Linked DNA regions of Canis lupus: region 1 is linked to region 2. Evidence: chromatin contacts called from public Hi-C data. All regions are on one chromosome and are shown on one strand. The core of a region is the stretch at or near the end of the contact, and the rest is flanking DNA. Distances in the headings are between cores, read along the strand shown.

What was found. A called contact is a pair of places that touch in the nucleus more often than the background predicts.
Region 1: a Hi-C map of amygdala shows a contact between it and region 2, with 4 times the contacts expected there. The contact joins the promoter of ZEB2 here to the enhancer-like site in region 2. A contact is called at or near these places in 2 of 9 Hi-C or Micro-C datasets (amygdala and skin fibroblasts).

What each region holds. Positions count from the first base shown.
Region 1 is chr19:48,198,597-48,202,482 of UU_Cfam_GSD_1.0, forward strand. It overlaps ZEB2 (zinc finger E-box-binding homeobox 2), which reads right to left and starts at 1,806. Exons shown (of 10, transcript XM_038565130.1): 1 at 1,285-1,806; 2 at 172-313. The coding sequence starts at 1,299. LOC119864491 (a long non-coding RNA gene) reads left to right here and starts at 845. Exons shown (of 4, transcript XR_005374283.1): 1 at 845-940; 2 at 1,558-1,805; 3 at 3,379-3,529; 4 at 3,634-3,858.
Region 2 is chr19:47,616,397-47,620,317 of UU_Cfam_GSD_1.0, forward strand. GTDC1 (glycosyltransferase-like domain-containing protein 1) reads right to left here. Exons shown (of 11, transcript XM_038565123.1): 11 at 450-2,931. The coding sequence ends at 2,905. Among named protein-coding and RNA genes, the nearest start is that of GTDC1, 390 kb to the right of the region's middle. Within about 2 kb of position 1,330, at least 3 of the 20 cell types and tissues checked have an H3K27ac peak or open chromatin away from gene starts, as enhancers often do.

The DNA.
Region 1 (3,886 bases), core at 556-3,055, 580 kb after region 2:
CCCGCTCCCGCTCCCGCTCCGGCCCCGGGAGAGGCTCGCCCGCGGGGTCCCCGCCGCCCGCCCGCCGCCGCCCGCCCGCCGCCGCCGCCTCGCCGGCCCTTCCCGGCCCCCCCTCCCCGCGGCCCGCGCCGCCGAGCAGCCCGGAAAAGTTTGGTCCGGGCCGCTTCTTACCGTTCTTCCTCCTGGGATTGGCTTGTTTGCGCCTCTTGCACCGGGGGCCATCCGCCATGATCGGCTGCTTCATTGATAAGCGCGGATCAGATGGCAGCTCGCATGGACTCGGCGCCCTGCTCCGGCAGCACGCAGGCTCGATCTAGCAAACCAAACAGCGACAGTGTGGGCATCGCCGCGCCGCCGCCGCCGCCGCCGCCGCCGCCGCCCGGGGACAGGCCGGCCCGGCCAGCGCCCCCCCCGGCCCCGGCACCCGGCACCCGGCACCCGGCACCCGGCGCCCGGCGCCCGGCACCCACCCCTGCGCCAAAGCGAAACTTCGGCGGCCCCCTCCCCGCCCCCCGCCCCCCCCCACCCCCACCCCCCACCCCCACCCCCACCCCACCCCGCCCCCCGCGGGCCCCGAGGCGCTTTGTGTGCGTTCCTGGGCGCCGCGCTGCGCCCGCGAGGGGGGCCCCGGAGCCCCGGACCCGGACCCGGCCCCGGACCCGCCGCCGCGCCCCCCGGGGCCCCGCCGCGCCACCGACCGACCCCGGCCCGGCCCGGCCCGGCCCGGCCCCCGCCCCCGCCCCGCGCACCCCCCCCCGCCCCGCGCACCCCCCCCGCCCCCCCGCCCCGCGACCCGGGGCGACGCCGGCCTGCCTCGCGCTCGCGTCCCCATCCCGCGCGCCCCCCCACCCCCACACACAACCCCGTCCCCCCCGGAGGAGACACACAAACAAACAAACAACAGCCCCCGGATGAAGCACACTCGGGCAAATTGATAACAGTAATTATGGGGAGCCCGCTCGCCCCGCGCCCCCTCCCTCCCTCCCTGCGCTCCCCTCCGCTCCCCTCCGCTCCCCTCCCCTCCCCGGGAGTCCATCGAGGCTGTCTCCATCCCCCCCACACCCCACACACACACCCACCGCCACCCCGGTCCCCCGCCCCCAAATTAAGATTTCCCATTTCACGCCGAAATAAGAAGTATAATTATAAGCCTCTTTGGACACCAGCGCTTCCCACCTCCCCCCTACACACACACACACACACACACACACACACACACACACCCCTACACACCTCCCCCCCCACCGCCACTTTGACAATATTTACTTAAGTATTTTCCCCCACCTCATTCACACACATGCTCCCCTACACTGCTTCCCTTAAATACTTCCAGTAGAATTTCTCTTTCTTTTTTTTTTCTTTCCTTTTCTTTTCTTTCTTTCTTTCTTTCTTTTTTTTTTTTCTTCTATCCCCTCAAGAAAGGAAAGAGAAAGTCCAACCGCTACGGCAATACTTTGAAGCTCTACTTAAATGATCGTATCCTTTCTGGCTTCGAAACTTTTGTACCTAAAAATCGAGAGAGGCGCTGCATTTTTTTTTTTTTTTTTTCCCCTTCAGCTGAAACTGTCAAAACTTGGAGAAGGGGAACCTCGGAGGCAGGCAGCAGAGGTGGAGAATCCCGAAACTCGGTGGAGGTTGGGAAGATGCTGTGCCTCGAGGATTAGTTTAAACAGGGGCTATAAAAGATGTAACAGATGCAAACTGTAACACAAGGGCCATTAACCCTTCCTCTGCCGGGCACACTCAGTCCCCACGCCCCGCACCTATTGTCTCCTGTGCTCAAAGCTTTGCAGAAAACCTGGAAAGTGAGTATCAGTTTCCACACATTTGCTGAGAGGAGTGTGGTGGTGGTTAGTGGGGGGGGGGGGGGCGGCGAGGCAGAGAGAAGGGGAAGTGGATGGTTTAGAAAGCACCTTGAATTTAACCTAGGCATAGAGGGTGACTTTTAAGTCTGACACATTTTGTCATTTCCTGGCTCTCCTATTGATTTGAAATTGTTGGGAAAAATCCTGAAATCAGGAAACGGTCACACAAGTGTCTGGGATGAAACAGCTGGCCTGTCTGTATTCATGCTGAGACTTACACACGATTGCATATAAATACATGTTTAATAAAGTAAGCTGCTAGTTTTATGAGCCTGTGTGTGTGTGTGTGTGTGTGTGTGTGTGTGTGTGTGAGAGAGAGAGAGAGAGAGAGAGAGAGAGGGAGAGAGACAGGGCATTTGTGCTGTAAACTTTATCTTCTGCCTGTTATTTCTAACTCTGGAGTTAGTAATCTTGCCTTCATCATTACAGGGGGAGCATGGAAAATATATAAGTAGGTGGGAGATAAACACATTCACGTTAGCCGGGCTCATCACTGTTCCTGGGAACTCCTGCTATCTCTCTCTCGACTTTTCGGTGCCAAAGTAGGGAATGGGATATGTGTGTGCATGTGTCTCCTGCTCGATCCACGTCTCTATTACTTTGCCATTTAAAACACAATTCCAAAAGTTACCCTTAATTTACAACTCTGATATCCTGACAGCAGCTTTCTTCCCAGCTGTAGTGACCCCCCACCCCCCACCCCACATACACACTTTGGTAAACGACTCAAGTTCCATGAGGACTTTCACTTCTTTATTTATCATCACAGAAATGAGGTGTTACTTCACATACATACACACACAAAGAATAAAATAAAGAAATGAAACTCGCTAAGCAGACAAAAACAGGCAACTTTCTGCTTAGAAAACAGCCTTCTCCGGTGGGAGAGGATGCAGTGCCATATCTAAGAGAAAGACATGCCCCTGAATTTGGTGGGTTTGTATCGATCAAGTTTTGTCATTACTAACAGGTTATCTGCCAAGTTTTAATTGCTGAATACAATGTACTGGAGCTAGATGCAAAAAAAAAAAAAAAAAAAAAAAGAAAAAAAAACCCACAAAAAAAAACAAAACAGGGTTAGATTCTCTCCCCCTGGAGGAGTTTTCCTTCCACCATGTAGTTCTCAATAAAACTTTTCCTCGGCTGGGTAGCAAAAGGCACCTTTGGTTACCTGAATGGACAGGTACAGGGCAAATTATTTGGAGGAGGAAAAGGGAGAGGAAAGCAGGGAGAGGGAGCGGGAGTGCCAGAGAAATCCACGAAGTCACTCTTGGGAAAAGCTTGCCATAAAGGAGCTAAACCCACCTGAAATTCCTGCCCACGGACACTCCTTCTCACTCCAGACTCCCATCCCCACTTAAAAGGAGGAAAAAAAAAATCATAAAAGGAGGGTGGGGGGGGGATGACCGTACCAAAAAGGAATAAAAAAGAGAGAAAGGGGGGAGAGAGAGAGAAAGAGAGAGAGAGAGAAGAAAAAAAAAAAAAAAACCTACCTGCGAAGTCTTGTTTGTAGTTTTGGCCAGAAATGGTGAGAAGAAAAAGCATGAAGAAGCCGCGAAGTGTGGGGGAGAAAAAGGTGGAAGCGAAGAAACAGCTCCCGGAGCAAACTGTACAAAACCTCGCCAAGAGTGTCGGGAGGCAGGACCGTTATTCCTGCGGAGCAGGTTAGAACTGATCTCTTTCGGCCACTCCAGGAAACACAAACCTGGGGACGGACTGACGTGTTACGCCTCTTCTAATGACATTTTTTTCTTTTTCTTTTCTGTAGGAGAGAGAGGAGAGACCCTGAAACACGCGCCACCTATCTTTGTGGGGAGGGATAATTGAAGCGCCCTGAGCGTGAGCATCATGTGAAAACGTGATCGCCAAGTTTCTCTCTGGGAAAGGATCTGGGATAGATTATACCTTGAAGTCTCCGCAAACGCTTTAGTGGAAGAAATGAAATTCCACCTCCCTCCCTTCCTCTCTCCCTCCCTCTCGCCTCCCTCCCTCCCTCCCTCCCTCCCTCTCTCTCTTCTCCA
Region 2 (3,921 bases), core at 80-2,579:
ACAGTTACCCTCAGGGTGGGGACACGGTTAAGTTTCTGCCCTGGTCTCTTCAGTTGCAGAAAGCACAGAACCTTCCTTATTTCCCACCTTCCCCAGAAGTGGTAGTTAGTAGTTTAGCAGAGTCAAAAAAGGATAGAAATCACACTAGGTCCCAAGCCCATCTCCTCTTCTGGTACACGATTAGGAAAACTTTAAAAATCTCCTGCAAGCTTCTTCTAGGCCTCATGTGCTTTGGCTCTGCCCTCCCCACCTTTTGACTTTATCCTTCCAGTAAAATAAAGAAGGTGAAAGAGCATACACAGCCGGAGTTTCTCTTTCCTTATAGCTTCCCAGCATTTGAGAGAATCATCGTGTTTTAGGCCAGTTGTTTAGTTCATGTTTTTACCACCCACCAAAGAACAGCACAGGATTAAGTTTATATTAATAAATGATGTTCATGACTAGGTTTCTAAATGCCGAAGTTATGATTTATTTTTTTAAACGGGTGGAGAAAGGAGAGCCCCTAAGCCACTGAAAATCCTTGGCTTGACACATTTCAGGGGGCGTTTTGTCCTCTTGGTTTTTTTTTTTTTTTTTGTAGGTACCTCTAATTCTCCTTTGAGTGCTATCACAGTCAACTAAATAAATATTTTGTTGACTATTTACCTTTGTCCATAGCTTCAAACCCTGTGTTTATTTTAGTTGAATTTATTAAAAAAAGAAAAAAAACACCATTTCATGTTCCCCTTTCCTACTCTCTGTTTATAATTGTCCCTGTTTATCCCTCCACCCCATTAAGAGTTTCACAATAAAACCCTGCACCAAATAAATTAAAATCTGCAACTTCAGACACCCAAAGAAGAGGACGTTAATCCACTTAGTAAAATACCCAGACCTCCCCCTCTCAATTTCAGCTCTTGCTAATGTAACATTTAGTAATTGCAGCTGGCTCCTTCGGCTTTCCTCCCTCCCTTTCCTTCTGAATCACATTGGCCTTGTGTAACCTTCATTTCCTCTCCTGCCCCCCGCGTTTGTCCACGTACTTTTCTTTGACCATGTTTGTCTGTCTTTTGCTGCCTGGATTGGAAGCAGCCCATGGAGCTTTCTAAGAGCCTCATACTTTCTGATAAAATCCTGTTCTACCTCCCCATGCACTATTAATGCTTTGTACAGTTTTTATGTATCCTTCACTTAAGGAGTTACTGCTCTAGATTTTTCTGATTGATCATTAAGTTATGCTGGCTTTTGAGAGCTGCCTCCATGATCCTGAAGCAGAGGCTTTTTCCCTTGGCATGCGCTTTGCCTTTTCCTGGCAAGGACAGGCACCTCGGTGCGACTGTGATTCTTAACGTTACGATTCGAGGCTAATTGGTTCAGTTAGGCTTGTGCTATGAGCAGCCCCGGACTCACTGTTTCGGGCTCCGTGAGGTTGTCTGGTTGAAGGGTGTGTTGTAAGCACAAGATGTGATATACTGATATTGTACTTGATTATCAGTTTTCAAAAACAGCTGCATGCTTTGAGATCTGTGTAAGGAAATATCAGAAGATAATATACCATTGGTATTTATTACTCTATAATTAAGGATGTGTCAGTGTTTCCTTTGAAAAAAAACCCCTATTTTCAGAAATTCATATCTCAGGCATAAATTTCCCTATGAATTACAGTCTAATACCATATTAGAAGGATCTTCTTTTGCAGTTATCCCTCCCCTTCCTTTTCTTTCCGGGGAAATAAGTTTCAGGATGTAATTTCTGGGTTATCTATTTGGGATGAGAGGAAGCACTCCTTTGCTTCACAAGTAAAGGTGCTCCTGCGGCCCATGCACCTGCTCCCTCTGTCCTCGGCCCTTTGCAACCGGTGAGATCGTGGGGGCCGCACGAAGGGCCAGCCTTCGATGCGTGGAGGACCGTCACCGCCGTATGTCATCAAAGGCCACAGGGAAGGTTCGGCTGTCCGAAGGCTTGCACGTGCCACAGTCTGAGATTTTCAGTACCGGGAATGGATTCTTGTACATTCTTCCCCTTGTGGCCACTTGGAATACAAATGCGACCACGAGTGACACAAAACCAGTCTATGGACAGGTCCTGGCAACTGATTAATCCACATTCCCTCTGCTGGTAAGGGCAGCAGGAGGAGGAAAGAGGGGAAGAGGGTGGAGAGAGAGCTTTGCCTCTTCTCCTCCTTTAAGGGATGGTGGTCTCGACCAATTGGACTGACTTCTGCCCGAGGTTGTTCTAGACCTGCCTCTACTGGCACGGGAGCCACGGCAACTCGGCTTCTTGTTAGGGCCTCAGTCTCCCCACAGGCTTCAAAAACAAATGCTGACCAGGAGGGCCAGGAAAGTTACGGGTATAAGGGCAGCTGAGTGGAAAGACCACAGGGAGTGGCAGGCCCATGGTGGCTGTTGAGGCCTGTGCAATAATAGTAATAATCCAGACACTTAAAACATTGGCCTCACGGCATGGTCTCTCATGCCTCTTTTTAAGACCAGCCATGTGGGTCATGAAGCATCCCCCTGCTACCCTCCGCACTCCCTTGCCTAGGGGTCCAGCAGTCATGCTCACTGACCTTGGTGCTTCCTGAAAGACACACGGGTGACGGGGACATTATCTCCCATGGGAGGGAGGCTTATACAACAAGTCTCTGTTTCTACAACATAGTCTGGCTCCTAAGTGTGCCATTATAGGATCCCTTGGTTTTCTCATTGGGGAAATAATGGAAATATTAAATTTTTAAATATAAAGGATTTCAACTTCTTGGAGAAAGGTATCACACAAGCATTCCCAGAAGTGGCTTCCAGCACATCACCTTAGGTCCACTGTTTAAATGCAGTAATTGAGGAGAGTAAAACAAAGCCTCTTAGATCATCTCCCACGAATCATCAGTTCCTTCTATCCGTTTATGAGAAGAATTATGATCCTGTCTTAGGGTTGAAACTCATAACCATAGAGCTGCAAGAGAGAAGAGGGAATCACTTAGGTAATGATAATAGGAGGATCCCTGAAGACACTGACCCCAAATTCCACTGTAGCAAAACGGGCTGTAGGGTGAGCAAGGGTCCCACTCCCTGAAGTCATACGTACCTCCTATGCAGCTAGGGAATTCCAAAAACATGAGGGAAGAAGCTCCTTCTCATGGATTCCAAGGAAGGACAGAGTTGGGCAACTGACCCTGTCACTGAGGAAGAAAGGGAACGGGCACCAGTACGGGAGGCGGGGAGTGTGGTTAGGAGCTCAGACAGCTCTGTGCTGCACCACACAGCTTGAATTTTCCAGGATGTCAAGACTGGCTCATGTAACATCTCCCTTTATCTTCTTCTCATTATCTTTCAAAAGGGAGTTTACAGAACTATGGTTTTCCATGTTGAGTTTGTAACGTTATAGGAATTAATGAGAAGTGGTGGTCAGTAGCCCCAGGAAAAAGGGACCCAGGGATCATCAAGTCAGCCGTTTTCAAAGTATGATTTGTTTCAGGATTCAGGGTAAGTCCTGGGCTCCTGGTTGAGGGGAAAGTCTTCTCATGCAAAACTGGCAGTTAGGGCAGTTTCTCCAACCATCTGAAGGGAAATGGTTTTCTGACCAGATCAACAGTCTAGAGTCAAGGAATGTTAAGGAAGGCAAAGTAGGAAAACTAACCAAAGTATTTATAGCTCTTATCAGAAGACATATCCAATAATAACATGTAAGACATGTGAAAACTCAAAAAGTACAAATGGCCTTTGGGTAGGATGACCCCGCTCTAGAAATAAGCCAGCAGCCACTGCGAGAATGTGCCTCTCCCCGTTACGTGTCTATAATTTCTACTATCACTTCTCTGACTTAACATTTATTGTAAATTTGGTGTAAACCCCCATGGTTTTTGTTGTTGTTGTTATATCTTAATCACCAATATACATAGCTTTGAGCAGCATGTAGAATTATTTGCGTGTTTTTAGACTTTCC